Regions from separate parts of the Mus musculus genome. Here region 2 is linked to region 1. The links are chromatin contacts, called in public promoter capture Hi-C maps. All regions are on one chromosome and are shown on one strand. The core of a region is the stretch at or near the end of the contact, and the rest is flanking DNA. Distances in the headings are between cores, read along the strand shown. Region 1 holds the start of Smim7 (small integral membrane protein 7). Region 2 holds the start of Use1 (unconventional SNARE in the ER 1 homolog (S. cerevisiae)).

Region 1 (5,699 bases), core at 1,809-4,308:
TATATACACATATACTAATAATGACAATAACTGAAAATGTTTTTTTTAACACAAATAAAATAAAGGGGGCAGTGAGTTTTACTTAAGTTCAATCCCCAAGTCCCCCACAGGGGAGGGAGAACAACTCTGTCAAGTTGTCCTGTGCCGTCCACATGCATGTCCTGGCACATTCACAATCCTCCCACACGCGCACACACACACTAAATGATGAAAAGAGTTAAAAATAAAAAGAGCACCCCATTTTCAGCACACTTCCATACTAAGTCCATTCCAGGGGGTTCCCACCTCCTCACAGTGGATCTTGGGGTGTGCTGGGTTCCACAGAAACCACCAGGAATTCTTCCTCAGACTGGAAACCCCGTTACTCCAAACAATAGCACAAACAAGAACTTCACCTTGCAAAGCCTTGTTGCTTGTGCACAGGGAAAGAGACCCAACACGCATGCCCGACAGTCTCGCTAATCCCGTTTGCATAAGAGCATGTATTTATGCTTGTAAGGACACGTGTACAATTTCATCTGAGAAAGCTCTGGAGATGGGCCCTTTTGGGGTTATCAGAACACTGTTTTTAAACTTGATTTTTTTTTCCTTCCACCTGTGGGCCATCTTGAAGCACCACCCCATCCCTAAGCAAACATAGGAGTCTGGTTTTGTCACCCCAAAAGTAATTAATTTACATACCCACCCACAGAAGGGTCTTAACTTCCCTGGAAGGAAATTACCCTGTCCTTCAAATTTGAAGGTTCAGTAGAATAACTAAAACTACAGAAGACAAACACGACACATTTGCTTACACTGAACTTGTAATAAAAATAGAACGCTCCAGGGAGGCATTTATTTATTTATTTATTCATTTATGTAGTCACTTATTTATGTTTGTTTTTGAGATGGTCTGTAGTCACACTGGACAAGAACTCATCAATAGCCCTGGCTGTCCTGGAATTAACTTGCTTTCCTCCTTTCTCTACGTTCTACGTTCTGGGGTTAGAGGCGAGCTACATTTGTCCTCATTAAAGCAGATTTGGAGGAGGGGTGCGGTAGCAGCAAGATGACTCTGCTGGTAAAGGAGCTTGTCTATGAATTTGACCACCAGAGTTTGACCAGTGACCCCCGTAAACTGTCCTCTGACCTCCACACATACCCACAACACAGAGATAAGTAAAAGTAATTAACTTTTTTTTTTTTTAATCAAAGAAGTAGGGTCTATCCTCCTCTGACTCTTGAAAGGAAGCTGACCCAAAGTTGCCCTGTCCTGGAACGGTTTAGGCTCCATAAGTGGGAAGGATCCCAGGCCCGAGCTGGCCCAGCTGGCATGTGAGAAGGGAGGGAAGAAGATGCCAAAAGATGCAGTACAGAGGGGACATGGGTGTCACTTTCCCCCGAACCTGATCGCAGCACCCAGCATGGCCAGTCCTTATATAGTCACCAGGCAGTCAATTCAAGGGCGTTAAGGGAGGTCATGGCAGCTGACGTCCAGAACATCTGACCCTCGCCCAGGCAGGTCCGATCCTTGATTTGGAACCTTCGCCACCATCAATCCCCCTTGCCCAAGATTAAGTTCAGGAATCCTTGCTCTAACCTGACTCTGGCCTTTTCGTTGCCCCCGCCCTCAACCCCAACCCCGCAGCACCTGTCCTCCTAACCGTAAACAAGAGCGCTCCTTTTCTTCCCTCCCACCTCATTTGCAGCCTCCTTTCCACAGCGCCTCTGTCCCCAGGGTTCGCTCCTCCACCTGCGCGAGCGTGGGAGCACTCCACGATCTCAGCCTCTGCCTCCTCCCCCATCCAGCTCCAGGATCTAGCCTGTCTCCTCCTTTCGTCTCCATCATCAAGCTAGGGGCAACCTCCCTCCTGGTAACTCCTACAATCCTCGACTCACCTGGCTCATACTTCAGGTAGATGATGGAGACGATGAAGTAGCTGAGGTCGAAAACAGGGAAGAGCGGCACCCGCGAGAAGCTGAGCGCTAGCTCGCCCAGGCTCAGCGCTGACATCAGGTCCATGGCGATGGAGGGCGCCTCCCCGGCCCCGTGCGTCCCGCGCCCCGCTGCCCGACGAATGCTCCCTCGCCACTGAGCCCGCCCCACTGCCAGGCACCGCCCCCCGCCTGCCCCCACCCCTCGGGAGAGGAGGGGTGGTGGGGGACTCCTAGCAGCCGGGAGCCCAAAATGCGGGGCCGTAGGGACGTCAGAACTCGTTCAACAGAGCCAAAAAGGCGATCTGTCCCCTGCATCCAGCACACACAAGAGGGAATCTTGTCCTTAAACATCTGCGTAGTTAGAATCCTGTCCCTTTTCCATGGGACTAACCAATTCAGGACCCCTATTTCCCTCAAAACCCGCGCCCTCGGAAGATCTCAGCCAAGAATATCATGTTTCATTCCTGAGGATCCAAAGTCAGAACCCCGCCTCCCACAAGGGGACCTCAACCAAACCCTCACGTTCTGTTTGGTTTTGTCTCTCTAAAAGGCTCCACAAGTCAGAACCCTCCTCTTTGTGGACCCCAGCCCAGACTGGATCCACTAAGTTAGGACCCTCCCGCTTCAGGAGGCCCCACAAGTTAAGATCCATCCTCTGTAGACCTTAATCCAGGCCTTATGTTCTGTAAGTCTGTCCGGTCAGGACTCTCATTCTCCGTGGGGTTACTCGAGTCAGACCTGGGAGGTCCGTGGGAGGTACAACTCAGGCAGGAGGTCATCCTGACTCTATGCACTCTGAGCCGGGATCGCAGTTCTCCGTGGGGACCCAAGTGGAGTCCTTTTGGAGTTCAGGCATCTGCCGCGCCCATATCCATATCCAAGCCGTTCACGGGCGGCTCAAGGGTCAAGGGCGCAATTTCTGTAGCCCGGAATCCATAGCCCAACCAACCCCCGAGCGGCATCAACAGCAGGGACCAGCTGTGGCACGTAACACTGAGCATGCGCGCGCGCACCCCAAGCTCCGCCCTGTAGGTGACATCATGCTACATCCTCAGTCGAACCCAACCAATGCTGATTCAGAATTGGTCAGTTCTCGTTCCACTTTCCGCCCCTCATCACGGCTTCCGTTTCCGGTTTGACGGACGCCTTGGGTGTAAGGATGATCGGAGACATACTGCTGTTCGGGTAATATGAATGAGGGGTGTTAGAGGTCGGAGAGTGGCAGTCAGAGGGGTGGGGGTGACCCTTACTGACCGTTACTGTCCCTCCGCAGGACGCTACTGATGAACGCCGGGGCTGTGCTCAACTTTAAACTGTGAGTAGGCCGCGACAGGCGGTGTCCCAGACAGCCAGGCCCTCCCACAGCCAGTCCCCGCCCACACCCTTGGTCACCGCCAGTCCCGCCCTGTGCATGCTCCACGCCCCACTAATCCTACCTCTAGCCACGCCTCCGCGCTGCTTCACCAGGCTCTGACAGTTCTGTATCACTCCAGGATCTTTAAATCTGTACTCTCTAGACCAGGGAACGGCTCAGCGGGCAGAGGCGCTTGCTGCCAAGCCTGACTACTTGAGTCCGATTCCCGGATCCCCCATGGTAGAAATCCTGTTGATTGTCCTTTTGATCTCCACACAACTGCTGCGGGATGGCACACTCATTCTTTTTTTTTTTTTTTTTTTTTTTTTTGGTTTTTCGAGACAGGGTTTCTCTGTGTAGCCCTGGCTATCCTGGAACTCACTCTGTAGACCAGGTTGGCCTCGAACTCAGAAATCCGCCTGCCTCTGCCTCCCAAGTGCTGGGATTAAAGGCGTGCGCCACCACGCCCGGCCCGGCACACTCATTCTTACTTGCAGATTAATATTAAACAAACAAAAAAAAATCTGCACCCTGGGATTGCTTGCATCTCCAAAGAGCCTCATGCTCAGGCTTATCCCTCAAGAATGCCTTTCTGGCTCTTGGACCCACTCTATCCTGTCTGTGGCTGCACACCCAGCTGTGATGGACTAGGCTGGTTGAGAGTGTCTCACAGAGGGTTGTATCACTGCCCCAGGTCACACTGCAAGTCGGGGGCAGAGCTGAAGTTCATGCCCTTCCTAGCTGAGTGTCAGGGTCAGGAAATCCGATGGTGTTTATGTTTCACGGAAAGCTGGAGTTATCTGCTGTTCTTTATAGGAAAAAGAAGGACACACAAGGCTTTGGGGAAGAATCGAAGGAACCCAGCACAGGTAAGCATGTCTTTCTACCTTCAACACTTTAAGTCGATTCCAGGGTGCCTGTTCTCTCTCACCAACCTGCGCTTTCCTCTCTTTTTCCTTTTTATTGTTGAGATGTGGTATTAGAGGGCCATGACTAGCCTTGAATGCCTGCTCCCTCTGCCTCTGCCTCTGCCTCCTAGGTGTTTGAATGACAAGAGTACTCCACCATGCTCTGTTCATCAGCTTTATTGAGTGCGTACCATATTGCCAGCCACTTAGCTGACTGCTCTGTCGGGGTGTGGGTAAAGAAAGTGATCCTGCCCTGTGGGACTCAGCCCAGGGCGATTCAGAGGGTGTTCTGGAGGGATAGTGAAAGTGGGTGTCAGGAAGGTGCTGCTGCCGCTGCCGCTGCTGCTGCTGCTGCCGCTGCTGCCGCTGCCGCTGCTGCCGCCGCCAGCGTGGGTTGATGTGACATGGCAGAGGTCCTTTCCATGACAAGTGTGGATATGATTAGAGTTTTGAGCCAGCCTCAGCCCCAGAGTGAGACCTGGTCTCAAAATCCAATTTACAGAAGCTGCTAAAAGGCCCATCAGGCAAAGGCAGTTGCCACCAAGACTGACTGGGTTCAATTCCCCAGGTTTTACATCGTAGGAGAGAATTGATAGTTTGTCCTCTGACTTAAACATATTCTGCTCTATTTTAAAACAAAAAACCAACAACATTTATTAAAAAAAAAAACAAAAAACAAAAAGCTAAGGAGGTAAACCAGAGCGATGGCAGGTGATGTGTTCTGGTGCGCATGCAGTGCTCTAAGTTCGGCCACAAAGTGTGGAGATGGCAAATTCTCAGTCTAGCCAACCTGGGCCTGGTAACTAGGACCCACGGCTCAGGAAGAACTCTAATTGGACAGACTTGAGCCACGTGCCCATTCTTGCACCATTCAGAGGCATTGGGAATTGGTGCTCCACAAGGATGCATCAGGGGCTGCCACAGATGTTTGGTAGTAGGTTGGGTTACAGCCTCATGAACCATACTTTCTGGCTTTGCAGGAGACAACATCCGAGAGTTTTTACTAAGCCTGAGGTATTTCCGGATCTTCATCGCACTGTGGAATGTGTTCATGATGCTCTGCATGATCGTGTAAGTTTACCTTGCTTGGTGCTCACATTCATTACCTGCTCCTGCCCTTTTCACAGTTTGTCTGTTTATAATGTGGGTCCTGGGGAATCAAACTCAGGTTATCAGGCTTGGCATGGGGCACCTACTGAGCCATCCTATCAGCCCCTAGTTGAAGCTCAAGGGCTATCCCTTCTTCCAAAATAAGAACTCTGGTTACATTGGAGGGTGGTCTCTAAGTCCAATCTGGCCATGTGTCTCCCACCCCTGATGTTGTGTTAACCTGTACTGGATGGCTTCAAAGTCCAACAGACTGCATGTTCCTGCCTTCAAAGCCTTAGTAGAAGCCAGCAGGTAGGATTTACTACTGGCTTCTGTTTTTTACAGCCATTCTCTTTGATTGTTTTGGTGTTTGTTTGTTTGTTTGTTTGTTTGGCAGAGTCTGATTGTAGGTCAGGCTGCCCTCAGACTTC
Region 2 (5,043 bases), core at 1,550-4,049, 1.2 Mb after region 1:
CTGTGTATACCAGGCTGGCCCTAAACTCAGTCTGCCTCCCTAGGGAGGGGATCTGCGTGGCCACTGCTCTCCCAGGCAGGTTTTAACTTTTCTTCCTGTTTTTGAGACTTGGTTTTGTTGTGTATTGTAGGCTGCCCTACGCCTTTGGAGCAGAGTGGCCAGGTGAAGGGCTGTAGGCTGACTTCAGGATAGAGGTGTCCTGGCTGGCACCACCCTGCAGCCCAGGCACCCCCTGCAACACACACACACACACACACACACTGCTAGCACTGAAGACATGTGGGTTGGTGTGCAGGCTTTCTTGTTTTATTTCAGCCTGGGCATGATTCGGATAAACAGGATCATGCTGATGAACACGAAGCACACGACAATGAGCATGGCCCACAGCAGCCAGTTCACTGACTTCTGTGCATGCTGCTCCAATCTCTCCGACTCCAGCTTCAGCTTCTCCAGGTTCTGGTCTGCCATCTTGAGTGAATGTGACAGGGTCTGTGGGAGAAGAAGGGGCTGTGTCAACAAGACTGAGACCCAAGTATGACTTTTCCTGAGTAGCCTGTGCTTCTGGTGCATAGTGTGACCTCGGCCAAGCATGCTCAGCTACCCCCTCCCCCTGGGCTTTAACAAACTCTTGCTCAACCAGCAAAACACCAGTCACAATGCCCCTTTTTTGCAGAGCTTTCTGAGGCAGACAGAGGCAGCAGTGTTACCACACCTGATTGTCCTTCTTGATGACACTCTGGGCAGCCAGTGTGTTGGTCTTGAGGCTGCGGGCCAGGCCTAGCATCTCCTCAGCCAGCTTTTCCTGGAGGCCCTGGTGCCTCTGGAGGACGAGGTCTAGCTCGGATGCTGACTGCCTCTCATCTGCAGGTCTGGACCCCTTCGCACTGCTGACGCCACATTTGTAGGTCCCCAGTAGTGATAGGTAAAGACATCCATGTGGCCCTTTCCCAAGGATCCCAGGGCCCATGGCACCACCCTCAGTTCTACTGGGGACTCAGTTTCCCCTGCTCTTTTACATTCTGGGAACAGCAGCCCCAGAAAGGACTTCCAGCAGGCAGCTGGTCCTTATAGCAGCTCAGGGGCCCCAGCTTCAGCCGCTCATTTCCCTTCCCTGTCACGCTGTGGCTGAAATACTCACGCTCGTTTCCTCATGTCCACCTCACATTCTGGAAGCAAAAGAGGCCAAGAACAAAGAAGATAGCTTTCTTGTTTCCAAACTTCTGACCTTGATCAGCAAAATGCTGTTCTGCCTGTGAACTGCTTTTTGCCCACTCTCCCTGGTCCCAGATCCCTCTCAATGGCCTAGCACTGTGCTGGGAACCATCCTCTTTCTCAGCCTCCCCTCAGGCAAAGATGACCCTGGGACCTCTTCCTGGGCTGGGAAAAATCAAGGGGGATGGGCAGGCATGAGGGCTGTGGGGTGGCAGGAACAGTCATGCTCAGCATGTCTCACCTCCAGATGGTTCCTGTGGGGAGGAGAGAGGAATGAGGCCATGCTCTTTGATATCTTCCCTAAATCTCTCTCTGCTTTGGGCTGACTCATGTAAAGCTGTGGGGCCAACTCTGGGGTTTAACCAGATGTGGTCCATTCTTCTTTGTTTTGCTAATTTTTTTTAAGACAGAGTTTCTCTGTGTAGCCCTGATTACTGGACTTATTCTGTAGAGCAAGCAGGCTGGCTTTGAACTCACAAAGATCTGCCTGCCTCTGCCTCCTCAGTGCTGAGGTTTAAAGACGTGTACTACCACCACCCAGCCAAATTCCTCTTCTTGAGCACAGTGCCTTCCTGGGGAAGCCTTGCCTAAGGCCCACTAGAGTTTGTGGTATTATTCCAGTCTTTCCCCTCTGAAGACTACTCTTTTTGCTATCCAGAGGTTGGTCCCAAGTACAAGGGAGGGAATCGTACCATGCCCAACAGCTCACTCCGCATCTCACTGGTGTAACGTGCCCTAGACTGCAAATGTACAGTCTTGGTGGCAGGCACCCGCTCCTTGGCTGTGGTGGGCACGCGGCCAGGAGCCAGGAACTGGTTAGCTAGAGCTTTTTCAGAGGAGGAGGTCTGAGGAGACATAGGAAGGGGAAGACGAGTTACTGGGGGGCTGTGCCCTGGTCCTAGGGGCTGTGGGGAACTGAGTGAGGCCCGCCTGAGGGATGGGAGGGCAGGCTCACCAACTTCTCGGCCTGCAGCATGCCCTTCAGAAAGTCCACTTTGCGGGAGTACTCGCTGATCACTTCTGAGGCCGGTTTACTGAAAGGCAGCAGGAAAAAGTTAGTCTGCTGCTGTGCCGTCGTAGGAGGTGGTGACTCGGTGCCCCCACACTCACCTTGCTTGAACTTTCAGGGCCTGCAGCATGTCTTCCAGGGCACCCACATACTGGGAGGGAAGGTATGGTGTCAGCCAAGCCAGTGGCCCAAGGCAGGAGCAAACCAGGGAGAGGGGTGGGACCCGGAGAGGAGTCAGAGAGGGGAGGGGACATAAGCGAAGACCTAGAATTGAGAGGGCGTGGCCTGTGCGTGAAGCTGTAGGGAGAAAACTAGGACGTCAGGGGTTACGCACGAGGGGCGTGTCGCCGCGGACCAGAAGGAGCGGAGACAGTGGCCTGTGGAGTTGGTTCGCAGGCCTTTGCGGCGGCGTGGGAATCCCTCACCTTCTCCAGTCGCCACTCGTCCGGTTCTCGTTTTTCTGCCGCCATCGACTCACAGCGACAAAGCAGCCGTACCAGGTTCAACTCCAACCGCGACGTCGCCAGCGGGCGATGATAGGCTCCTTCCGCCTGCGCCATCTTAGAAAAGGGCGGAAGTGCCTGAGTGAGGTCCTTCCCCTCCGAGGTCCGCCCTGCTACGCTTGGGACGGAAGTAGAGTTTTATTTCAAGCCGCAGTTTATTCAAAGATAAATCGTTTTCGTCCCTGTCTCTTTTTAAAATGATGGTCTTGATACCTGGCCTTTTTCGTTTTTTGAAGCAGAGTCTCTGTAGTCCATGTAGGCCCTGAACAGCCGATTATGTCCGGCGAGAATTCGTTGAAAGGACTGGAAAAGCCATTCCTCATCTTCCCTCGCCGGTCATTGCATTCCGCTTGTTCACCTCGCCTCTGCGCGCGCAGTGCACGTGTTTTCTACCTCTGTAGCGGGAACCTTGACCTGGGGTCTCCCCCGACCCTGCTTGATGACGTGTCAGTTGGGCGTTTCCATCTGGCCGGACCTGCTAGTTTCCAGTCCTGGCTGCCAGCATCCTGAGCTTTAATAAATCATGGTCCATGGCCCCCCCTTCCCTAGCTACCAGCAACTCTCTTTCATTTTAGGTTACATGTAGTCGGCTACATGATCGAGGCCCCGAAGGATGGAGAATATTGTACCTCCCGAAGAACTTAGCCAATGAGAAATTCAGGGATCAGGGAATGAATGCCATGAGGATTATAAAACAAGCCAGGATGCCCTGGAGCTGGATTTACCGTGGTTGTGAACCAATATTAGGTTTACCTCTTTCACTCGCATGTAACTTATGAGCATTAGAAATGCTAGACAAGCCGTCTCAGTCCACGTTTTTAGAAAAGATGCCTGTGACTCCGGGGATCTGACACCTCTGATTTCTTCACGTTTCATATGCACACACCAACACACAATTAAACATAACATTTTAACCTGGGCAGGGTGGTGGTAGGGTTTTAATCCTAGCACTCAGGAGAAAGAGGCAGGTGGATCTTTGAGTTTGAGGCCAGCTTGGTCTACAGAGAGAGTTCCAAGACAGCCAGGGCTACACAGAGAAACCCTGTCTCTAAAAAACTATTTAAACCTTAAAAAACAAAAATGATACTGGATCCCCGAGCACTGGAGTTATGGTGACTGTGAGGGCCATGTGATGCTGGTAATTGAATACTGAGCCTTGTTGCTTGTGGTTTGAATCAAAATGAGCCCATAGTAAACCACAGGCAGTGGCCATATTGGAGGAAGTACACCATGGGGTGGGGTGTGCTTTGAGGTCTCAAAAACTAGGCCTACTGGAATACAGTCCTTTTCCTGCTGCCTGCTGATTCAGATATGGACTCCTCAGCTACCTCTGTCTGAGTGTCACCATACTTCCTGACATGACAATGATGGACTAAACTCCTGTGAACCAGCCCCCCCCGCCCCCCAATTTTTCCTTTATAAAAGTTGCCATGGTCATGGTGTCTCTTCCCAGCAATAGAAGCCCTATGTCCTCTGAAAGAACAGTAAGCACTGTTCGGAGCTAGCTCTCACTATACAGCCCTGACTGGCCTCTTTTGAGATTAAAGGCCTGTGCCACACTAGTACCTGCACGCCATCCTGACTACCACACCCACAGAATGTGTCTCCTTTCTAAAGAGGAAAGATGCTGTGTTGTATGTATGTACCATTTTTTTGCTCTTCTGCTCACCTGCTGCTACAACCTGCATTACTTTGGGATTGACCGAAATGGAGTGACATGGAATAAAGAAACAACAGTCACACATACCTAAGACCTGGCATTGGGTGGGATGTCTTACATTTTAAATTTGATTATTTGTGTGTGCATGTGCTCTTGTGTCATACATCACAGTGCACACCTGGGGATTAGAGGACAACTTGTGGAATGGGTTCTCTCCTATTGAGTGGTTGAGCCTATCTGCCACTGCTTGTGACTGGCCTTCATAAGGACCAGAGCATAGCAGGTTTCCTGGGGTCCCATTCACTTCAGAAAATGTGCTATGGAATACTGAGTTCAGGGTCCACAAAGGAGCACTTCTGTGGAGTGACTGATGTGTTTATAAAAAGATAAAGAGAGGAGATATGTTTTGGTGGATGTGTAGTTAGGTATGGAGGAAGGGGGTACCTCCATGGGCCCATGCTGAGGCATCCCTTCCCCCTGAGGGACCATCCACACGATGGTATAGAATAGTTTATTCAATGCATGGGGAGGGTAGTTGAGGCAGAGAAAGGCAGAGAGAGAAAGAGAAAGAGGGAAGGAGGGAGGGGGGAAGAGAGAAGAGAAATAGAGGCTGGCCATGAACATGTAGAGAGAGGGGAGGGGGAAGAGTACAGTGAAGG

Evidence for each region. Promoter capture Hi-C pulls out the DNA fragments that hold promoters and counts their contacts.
Region 2: a contact with region 1 is called in a promoter capture Hi-C map of liver, with 2.6 times the contacts expected there. The contact joins the promoter of Use1 here to the promoter of Smim7 in region 1. A contact is called at or near these places in 3 of 39 promoter capture datasets (erythroid cells, liver and pre-B cells), 2 of 484 Hi-C or Micro-C datasets (B cells and muscle stem cells), 1 of 115 datasets of contacts at active chromatin or transcription factors (astrocytes) and 1 of 9 other capture datasets (liver).

What each region holds. Positions count from the first base shown.
Region 1 is chr8:72,568,407-72,574,105 of GRCm38.p6, reverse strand. It overlaps Smim7 (small integral membrane protein 7), which reads left to right and starts at 3,058. Exons shown (of 5, transcript NM_172396.3): 1 at 3,058-3,102; 2 at 3,191-3,232; 3 at 4,088-4,140; 4 at 5,160-5,250. The coding sequence starts at 3,077. It overlaps Tmem38a (transmembrane protein 38A), which reads right to left and starts at 2,283. Exons shown (of 6, transcript NM_144534.2): 1 at 1,879-2,283. The coding sequence starts at 2,002.
Region 2 is chr8:71,364,973-71,370,015 of GRCm38.p6, reverse strand. It overlaps Use1 (unconventional SNARE in the ER 1 homolog (S. cerevisiae)), which reads right to left and starts at 2,799. Exons shown (of 8, transcript NM_025917.4): 1 at 2,647-2,799; 2 at 2,323-2,372; 3 at 2,168-2,246; 4 at 1,905-2,057; 5 at 1,454-1,466; 6 at 1,139-1,166; 7 at 713-884; 8 at 284-489. The coding sequence starts at 2,781. The coding sequence ends at 307.